3 separate regions of the Rattus norvegicus genome follow, and regions 1 and 2 are each linked to region 3. The links are chromatin contacts, called in public Hi-C maps. All regions are on one chromosome and are shown on one strand. The core of a region is the stretch at or near the end of the contact, and the rest is flanking DNA. Distances in the headings are between cores, read along the strand shown.

Region 1 (3,091 bases), core at 509-3,008, 150 kb after region 3:
TACCCCAAAACAATGTAGCCTGCTTAAAAGGTGTGAAGTATAGTTTCTACATAAACTCCTCGTTCTATCCCTCTTAGAGTTCTTATTTGCATAGCCATAATATAACAACTAAAATCAATAAATTGCATTGGTATCAAACTGTTAACTGAATTTCAAACTTCACTCAAATGTTACCAGTTTTCTATTCATAGCCTTTCTTTGTTTTGCCCTAATACAGAACCCTAAAATTGGTCTCGTCTGTTTCCTTAGTCTCCCCAATGAGTGACAGATCTGACTCTGCCTGGTCTGTCATGACCCCGTTACTCTTGGCGAGTTACTGGTCAGTTACTTTGTAGACTTCCCTTTTATTTCCCTGTCTTTTCTAATGATTCTATTGAGGTTACGATGCTAGACCCTATCTCTGGTTCATCTTACCAGGGGGTACATGATATGAAAAATCTTATATCTGGAAGGTTCAGGCTGGTCATAGGTGAGATGGCACGGGCTGGGGCAGCTCATTGTTAACCGATTTCCCACTGTAGTTACCAAATTTCTCTGATTTCCTCTTACTTCAGAGTGAGGTGTTGGCCTCAGGCCCCGTTAGCCCCTCTAGCAGCTTGCTTTTCTGATCTATTACGGGCTCAAAAATCAGGAAGAGACAGCTTGACCGAATGCTAAATCTTTTTAGAAATTGTGCTCTGAACAAGAGTTTCTCACAAACTTGTGAAGTTAGCTTTGGTGATGTTTGGGTAGTTTTGTGGTTTCACATCTTTCTCAGTCTGGGGTGTTTTCATCTGGCATCTACGTCATTGTTCATAAGCTTTAATGACTAGCCTTCCATGTGGAGCCCTCCTTTGGAGGGATTTACAGATCAGGTGTAGAGCCCTTAAGAAAAAAAATGGGCTTGAGCTATGTCCAGAAATTGGGGTTATTTTCTACTTCCTGCCACAGTGGTCATGAGAGTGCATCAAAACAGGAGTGTAAAGCCATTGATTTCATAAGTATCCACTGTCTCAGTCATGAGAGGACAGTCTGCTATAATACTCATAAATCAAATGCTACCTTCTGTTGACACACGCTAACTACTCTCTCTAAATCTTTAAACCTTACACTCCCAGTTCCAGATCAATAGTCCAAAGAACCAATAGATAATACACCTTCATGATGCTACTCATATCAAGGAAGAGGGTTTCTGGAATGGTTTTTTTCCCCACAGAGCCACCAAACCCACACCTCCTCTTGCTTGTGGGATTTCACTGAAACTATAATTTCTAAATATTTAAGAGAATAGTCCTTTTCTTTGTGCCTCACACAGCTCTCCTTCATTTAAAAGTTCTATGTGAATTATATGCATTTCCTCCCAGAACAAGCTATATTTAACATATAGTTAGTATTTATCATGTGCATAAGGTGTTTTTGTTTATACCATTTTTATTTGATGAGGTTAGACCTGGCCCATTTCTTCTGGTTTATACAAACCTAGTAAGAACCCAAACATTCTCAAACAGCATGTCTTTAAAACATGTGCATGGCAGTTATCTGTCTCCCTGGTGCACAGTTCATAAAGATGATTGAGCTGGCTGTTGTTCTGTTGTTTAATCTGATAATTAGGCAATCACTAAATCTTACACTTTCTTACAGAAAATGTTAATACACATTGAGAAAACCAAAAGCAGAGAACTGTAATCTGGACGATAAAATGCATTACTCTGTTTAAAAGGATTGTTTCACAGGCACAATTAACAATCAGCGGCCACAGTGTAGACGGTGTTTTGATGCCATCTGTTGGAATAAGCCTTCTCACTGTCTGGAGTGAAGCCATAATTTTCCGTTTACAGTTTCATTAGGCAACACGCAAGATTAACAGCTCCCCAAAGCAGAGAAATCCAGACACTTTCACTGTTACAGCCTCCTATAAACAGTTAGTTGGTAAGCTACTAAAATTTCCTGAACGTGTGATTAGAGAGCTGGCTGTAAGACCACACATTTCTATGTTGGTTCCAGCCTTAAAATACGAACAGCTCAAACGCCAATGACTTTTCTACTGCTGGTCTCAGTACTGAAGAGTGGATTGCCACTCTTTTTGCTTATTTCTGATGTCCATTAACTTCTAAAAATAATTTACCTAGGCCTAAATACCCTATAACAATATCAGTGAAGAAAGTTAGCAACCCGCCCAATGTAATGTATTGCTCTTTACTGTTTAAATTAGACTATTAAATGCCAGATCAAAATCTCTGGGGTTTCTAATACACTAGGGGGTGCTAGCTCCCTACGTGTATACAGTTAGTAGGCAAACTTTTACCATGATTAGTTTGGGGAATTACAAAAGTTGACCTTACCCAAAAAAAAAAAAAAAATCTTTAAGAGTAGATGCACTCTGCTGTGTATAAAGGAAGGAGGGGGAAGGAAGTCTTATTTATATCCCTAAGACTGAAACAGCAAGGGTCTGGGAAGAGCATCTCCACCAAAAAGGCAATGTCACTACCAATGCTGTATCAATATGGCCTTTCTCTGTGACTGGATCATTAACTGCTGTTTCCATGGAACCTGAGCAAAGTCCAGAGCTCATCAGACACAGACGTGCAGACTGAGTTTCCGGGATACCTCTCATGTCAACTGCTCTACGAAGGCAAGCCATTGGGCAGAAGAGGCTTCTTGCTGTAGACTTTATAGGCTCTGATCTCAAAGAGAAGATGTGTGTCATGACTCAAAATGAACTCAGGACACTGCCCCTTTAGATGCATATGTAAAGAGTTGATGTATTTGCAGAATGGCTGGTTCTTCCAGGCAGAATTATCATAAAAACGACAATGATGTTTATATCTTAACAAACATTAAGCAAGTTATTTGAGATTCTTTTCCATTGATAGGCTGTTCAGACAGCCTCAAATGGTAAGATGTCACCCTGAAGAGCTTGGCTGGTCGGTTGGCTGGTCAGTCACTTAATGAGTTAGTAACTGGTGACTTTCTGCAGATCTTGGCACAGCTGCAGAGGGAAAGTGTGCATGCACAGATGCACACAACTACAAGCACACACAGACAGACACACACACACACACACACACACACACACACACACACACACACACTTCTATAGTTCTATTTCTCT
Region 2 (2,972 bases), core at 360-2,859, 220 kb before region 3:
CTCCAAATCATCCCTTGGAAGTTTATGTATACACTTATTTGACAGCCAAATATTTTGGGCAACTCATCCTACCAAAGGCATACACATATGTCTTTTGTCCAATGGCCAGGATTGTTTCCGTAATTTAAAGAAAAAGATGTTCCTTTAAAATTGTCTAGCTGCAATTACTTTATTTAGTTGTGCTATCTGAAAACAAACCTAAGCCTTCCTTGAGGTTTTTCTGACCCATATTAAGTGACAGCAATGCAGGCCGGTGACATGTGACTGCTGCAGCAAAGTCCAAGTAGCTGAACTCTTAGCCCGGAGCACTCTTTCCTCGGTGACCTCATATAACTTTCTGCTTTGTGTCACTCAAAAGCTTCCTTTCCGGAAGCTCAACCCGATGGAAATCGAACAACAACAGAAAGTGAGAAGCCTCGGAAAGCAAGAGTCTTAGGGACCCCCAAAGGAAGCCGAAGGAAGGGGAAGGGGGAGATCTGCTCTTCTGGACTGACTGGACTGCTTTTTACAGGAAACGGAGGAAAGTTTTCCACCTGTAGCATAACAAGAAGTTAAAGCAAGCCTGTGTGTGAAAGTCACCCACAGTCACCACCAGACCTAAAAGAAGCCAAGGCTACCAGTGGAAGGTTTGCCTGTGGCTCATGCTAAACGCCAGTGAATCATTGTGCTCCCATCCTGGGCAGGCTGGAATCCTTCAGGCCTTCTGTTGACATCAGGAGGCCGCTTCCAAAAGCTCTTCTAACCTCAAAAGCAATGTCGGAGAAGTCAGCTTTCCCTGAGGCCCACTTCTGCTCATCCTCAGCATCCCTTCCATCCCCGGCTCAGAGTTGGGCTTCCAAACACATCTCCGCGGAATTCTCAGATCAGATCGCTGGCCTGATAATCTTTAAAGCCTTCTTCTTAGCTGGGGCTCTGACTTTTATCTCCTCTCCCACCCTTCTTGGCTTTTTGTTGGCGGCGGGGGGGGGGGGGCACTCCTTCTTCCTCTCTCACCCCCTCCCCCCTTAATTTGGAGATCAGTGACACGCCATGCTGTAATGAGTCCTTCAGAAACTGTTATGATCTATGGAGACAGTCTCTACACCTAATTCACAGATTATTGACAAGCACCGTAGGCTCAATGGTGTCAAGTTGTACTTGTGGTATCTGCACCCTTCAGCAGCCCACGTAACTGCCGGGCCCTGGATCTGGAGCCACAGCTTGGCAGTTTATTGAAAGATAATCATCTATCTGTAGCTCTACTCCTTTCAGCCTGGTCCTGTTCTCTCCCTGGCTCTTTGTCTGGGACTTGAATTCCAGGAACTAAAGGTTCTCCAGCAGTTAAAAAACGAACAAGATACTAAACTTAATAAACGAAAGCTCATCCTCGAACCTGGATCTTATTAATGAACCTTGCCCCTGCCCCATCTCCAAATAGCCTGCCCAAGTCCAAACCACACACTCTGCTTCTCAGCGTTTTAAGCTTGGGAGGTAGGGAGAGAGAAAAGAAGGAAGGAAGGGTTGAGGACTTGGCCTGGACTCAGTGGACCTAAGCTAAGTTGGCCCACCCGGCTGGCTGGCTCACAGGATCTCGAAAGACTCACTACTTTACAAAGCAGGGCGCCCAGCCAACCCGCCAGGGCTCAAGCTTGGACGCGGCGACTACAGACCCAAAGCTCCTGCCACGCCCCTAAAGGGTACAGCGCGGCTGGGGAGATCCGGCGGGATGCCAGCCCCAGGAGGCTCTGCCTTCTCCGAGAACTCAACCCCTATTTGGCGGCCTTCCTAGTCTCCAAAGGTGGAGGGGCCTCCTCCCTGTTGGCAGTCCTGTAGCATGGGATTGGAACCGGGGCTCAGCCACCTGCGGCTGCAGAATCACAATGCAGCAGAGCATGGGTGGTGCGCTCAGGCCTGGCTCACCCACTGGCTCACTCTTTTTGCTCAACCTGGCTGTGCATTCTCCTCCGATTTTGCTTAGTTGCGAATTGGCGGGCTGCACGCCTGTCCCCGCTGATCTTTGCCTAGGTCTTCTGTTCGCTTGCAGGAGAGAAGGCTCGTCCCCTGCCAATTCTTCCACACTCCCCAATGGCGGTTGTCTAACCCCTTTGCAGTCCGTTTCCGAGGCAGGGCCTGCTCTTGGCTTCTCTACTCTTCTGCTCCGCGAGACAGATGACCGCAGCGCTGAGACCAGGATGCCCAAGAAGCGTTCCCCAGGCTCCTCGGTGCGCGTGAGGTCACAAGGCTAGTCTCAGGTTGCGATTTCCCTAACCAGGCCTAGCCTCTTCGTGGAGTAAAGGGTGGAGGTGCCGAGGCAACGGCTCCTGAGTGCTCATCATTTCCACAGACTGTCGGGTAGATTTCTCAAAAGCTGGATATGTGCCCCCCTCTCTACCGAGATCCGATCCCGGAATCAGATGAGAGGGCATGTCATCGCGCGGAGCAACTCCTTTAAAAACCATCTCGGACCCGCTAATCTGGAGGAGGAACAAACACACCCTCAACAGCAGATTTGCAGAGATACGGCATTAAATGAGCACAATGCTATCCCGTTAGGAAATGTTAAAATAGGTTCCTATGCTAAGCGGATAAAAGTTAAAACGGCAAACATGCCCTCGAAGTAGGAAATAGACATTTTGTTCATTTGTTGATAGTTTCTTTTTTTAATTTTAAACTAAACAAACCAACATTTTCCGCTTTGTTGGAGTCCAGAGGCTGTGCTCTTTTTGTAATCCGTCTTTCTGACTCAAACACAAGGCTACTCTCCTTCCCTCGCTGACAGAAGTTACAGCTCTTTTTTTTTTTTTTTTAAACACAGACAGGTTTGGAAGTATTAAATAAAACAAAACTGTTTCCAGGATAACTTAGATTCCTAACCAATAAAATGTATCCTAGACCAACCTCCCCTGAAATTCTACATTGATATCAAAGTCAGGAAGACACCTGTTTGGTAGACAATAGCTGGAATTTAACCGATTGCCAGGAAGGAAAAGTTT
Region 3 (3,036 bases), core at 32-2,531:
ATTAAACTTTCTGGTTTGGATGAGTTCAAAATATCTCATTATAAATGGAGACTTTCCTGAAAGGCAGCCAACCGTGACTAAAAAGATCACTCTTTTACACACGAAAAAAAAATAGCCTTCTTACTTTACCCTTTGTTGAAAAGACATTTGGCCAGCCACAGGGGAAAGACATAATCTACTTTTATATTCAAATAATTTATTTGAAAACTCCCTGGCTACAATGACCCTAAATAATTCTGGCTCGAATATACATATTACACCGGTTTATGTGACCTTAACCACTGACTTGTTTTAATGTGCCATCAATGATTTCAGCAATTATTTTTTTTAAAGGAGAAAGACACATTCTAACACTTTGATTTAAAGATTGCCATTAAATAAAATTATAACCAAAGTGGAGTACACGGAACAGGCGAGGTGTGCAATAAGCACGCGCGCACACACACAGACACACACACACACACACACACGCAGAGTCGAGCTTGGTGCCCTGCTTCCCTCTTCACACAGCACCGGTCTCTCTGAACTGACTCACATTCCAACACACCATCTACCTGGTGACAACCTGTCAGAAATGGTGCCATCGCTACTTGGCTTTCATGGAGGCAGACAGCGGTTGCCGAGCATACAAGGCTCTGCAAAGCTTCTCAGCAGATCCATTCTGTTTAATTCTGGGCATTTCGTCTCAGAATCTTCAAGATAAGGTTGCTTGTATAGGCTCTAGGCAACGGAGAACTTCACTTAGAAGCCCCCTCCCCAACCCCGCCCCACTGCCGCCCCAGGAGCCAAAGAAGACGCCAGCAGTGAATGTTTGCCCATTTGCTGTAAGACACTGTTCCTTTCATTCAGCTGCCCAGCAGCGTCCACTGTTACATAACAGCGGAGAATGGCATTCCGCGAAGTGTGGAAGTATAAAGCAGGCAGAACCCTCCTAAATACTCAGCCCTCCTTATTTAGGGTTTTAAGAAAACAGACAGTTGTCAAGTAGCTGTACAAAGCATTTAAGAAACAGTTTCTACATTCTTAATTTCTTTCCTGTTTGCACATTGCAACCGATCCCTAAAAAGACCACCTGAGAGTCCAGAAAGGAGTCCAGAAAGTTTTCTGATTTTGCTTATGTTTTTTTTTTCCCTCTTACAACTTCCCATGGTACGCATGAGATATTCCCTGATACAGAAAACCAAAATGCAAAATGTGGACTTGTGCATTCTGGGCGCCTTCCCCAGACTCTGCCCCTCTTCCAGCCGAGCAGAATGAGTATCTGGGCTAACCACACATTTCAGGACAAAGGAGCTAATTCATGGGGGAGGGGAGACCACACACCATTTATAAGGTTTGTTCGGTTTACAAGAAAACCATTGTCAATGCTTTGTTGATTCATTATCAATGACCCTCGTGACAAATAACAAGTGACCACCTCCTGGCTCAGCTCCTCAGCGTCTTCCCCATGCAGGAGCAGCCGGCCTCTACTGGGCTAATTGCTATTCAAGGAAACTGGAACTGTGGGGACAGGAGATGGCTCTGATCACAGATGGAGCCTTTAGGTTGAAGATTTGATGGAATTGTGGTTCTGGTATGTGGGATACCAGGGACAATAGGACAGTGCTTGCTTTTACTGTATGTAACTCTGCTGTGAAGAACCAAATTCCAGTAGAGGGAGAGAAAAAGCTGGGAAAGGACCACAGATGCTTGTGCTGGCTCTATGCAGGGGCCACCGCCAGGATGTTTTAGTCACTACAAATCTTCTTGTATCCCCACCTACAAATGGGACTAAAGTTTTTTCTTTTTCTTTTTCTTTTTAAAGGAAAATCACCTTAAAATCCTTTGTTGGAAAACTGTTATACAGCAAACGAGCATTATCTTCCTCGCCCATTGAACCTTTGTACTTTTTTCTCTGTCCCAGGGGAAATAATAAATTGACATATTTTCTGTCATCAGAGATCCTTTTAAGACCACAATGTGATTGCGCTCCATGTGCCTCACACTTATCCCCATTAAAAACACACAAAGGGGCGAAAGCAGGATAGGACTGGGTGACACAAAGGGCAGACTGGATCTGCTGTCCTACAGCACCGGTGCTCCTGCCTCACCTGGCTGGCTCCAAGGCAGCCATGAGCAGGCCCTGGATAATTTCCTGTTGAAGCTGTGCTCTATGGGAAAGAAAGCACACCGATCTGTGGTCGGTTGACTGCAGATCAGCTCTGTCCCCAGCTGCTCCAGCACCCCTCAGCAGCACCTGTATCTTTTTGACTTCTTTTTGACTGGCTGTTTAGTTGGGAAACACAGGAAGGAAATCTGTTATTGGGACTCCTATATAGTAGTAACATTGCAGATCTCTTCTTCTTCTTCTTCTTCTTCTTCTTCTTCTTCTTCTTCTTCTTCTTCTTCTTCTTCTTCTTCTTCTTCTTCCTCCTCCTCCTCCTCCTCCTCCTCCTCCTCCTCCTCTTTCTCTTCCTTCCCTTCATCCTCCCCCTCTTCCTCCTCCTCCTCTTCCTCTTTCTCCTCCTTCCCTTCATCCTCCCCCTCTTCCTCCTTCTCCTCCTTCCCTTCCTCCTCCCCCTCCTCCTGTTCCTCCTCTTTTCCTCTCCTCCTCTCCCTCTTGTTCCTCTCCCCTCCTCCTGTCCCCACTCCTCCTCTCCCCTTCCTCCTCCTCTCCCTCTTCTCCTCTCCCCCTTCTCCTCTTCCCTCTCTTTCTGTCTGCCTCTTTGTCCTCCCCCTCCTCTTCCTCCTCCTCCTTTGCCTTCTAACATAAACCTAGACCACCATGAAACTGTTCTTTGTGGGGCAGAGGCAGTTCTTCAGCTCCATTAGCTGTGAATTCCCAAGTGGGTTTCAAAAGAAGGTAAGACAATAGTGTCCAGACACTGGAGAGAAAGGCATTCTTAGAGACCACTGATAGAATGTTCTCAGTAGGGCTCCGTGGATGGCAGTGGTGCAGTTCCTACTCAAGCCTTGGTGATGGGAATCTATCTGATGGTTCTGCTTCAACATGGCCAGAGCTGACGGGAAGGAAGCGCTGCCAATGCTCATCACCTG

What was found. A called contact is a pair of places that touch in the nucleus more often than the background predicts.
Region 1: a Hi-C map of Schwann cells shows a contact between it and region 3, with 9 times the contacts expected there. The contact joins two enhancer-like sites. A contact is called at or near these places in 1 of 12 Hi-C or Micro-C datasets (Schwann cells) and 1 of 1 datasets of contacts at active chromatin or transcription factors (oligodendrocytes).
Region 2: a Hi-C map of Schwann cells shows a contact between it and region 3, with 8 times the contacts expected there. The contact joins two enhancer-like sites. A contact is called at or near these places in 4 of 12 Hi-C or Micro-C datasets (Schwann cells, frontal cortex, mammary epithelial cells and 1 more) and 1 of 1 datasets of contacts at active chromatin or transcription factors (oligodendrocytes).

Annotation. Positions count from the first base shown.
Region 1 is chr2:119,089,883-119,092,973 of GRCr8, reverse strand. All of the region lies in intron 2 of LOC103691527 (a long non-coding RNA gene), which reads right to left. Among named protein-coding and RNA genes, the nearest start is that of Dnajc19, 220 kb to the right of the region's middle. Within about 2 kb of position 1,758, at least 3 of the 93 cell types and tissues checked have an H3K27ac peak or open chromatin away from gene starts, as enhancers often do. A contact at or near this core is called in Schwann cells, where this site is marked.
Region 2 is chr2:119,456,473-119,459,444 of GRCr8, reverse strand. All of the region lies in intron 4 of LOC103691527 (a long non-coding RNA gene), which reads right to left. Among named protein-coding and RNA genes, the nearest start is that of Sox2, 7.2 kb to the left of the region's middle. Within about 2 kb of position 1,609, at least 37 of the 93 cell types and tissues checked have an H3K27ac peak or open chromatin away from gene starts, as enhancers often do. A contact at or near this core is called in Schwann cells, where this site is marked.
Region 3 is chr2:119,240,201-119,243,236 of GRCr8, reverse strand. All of the region lies in intron 2 of LOC103691527 (a long non-coding RNA gene), which reads right to left. Among named protein-coding and RNA genes, the nearest start is that of Sox2, 220 kb to the left of the region's middle. Within about 2 kb of position 1,281, at least 44 of the 93 cell types and tissues checked have an H3K27ac peak or open chromatin away from gene starts, as enhancers often do. A contact at or near this core is called in Schwann cells, where this site is marked.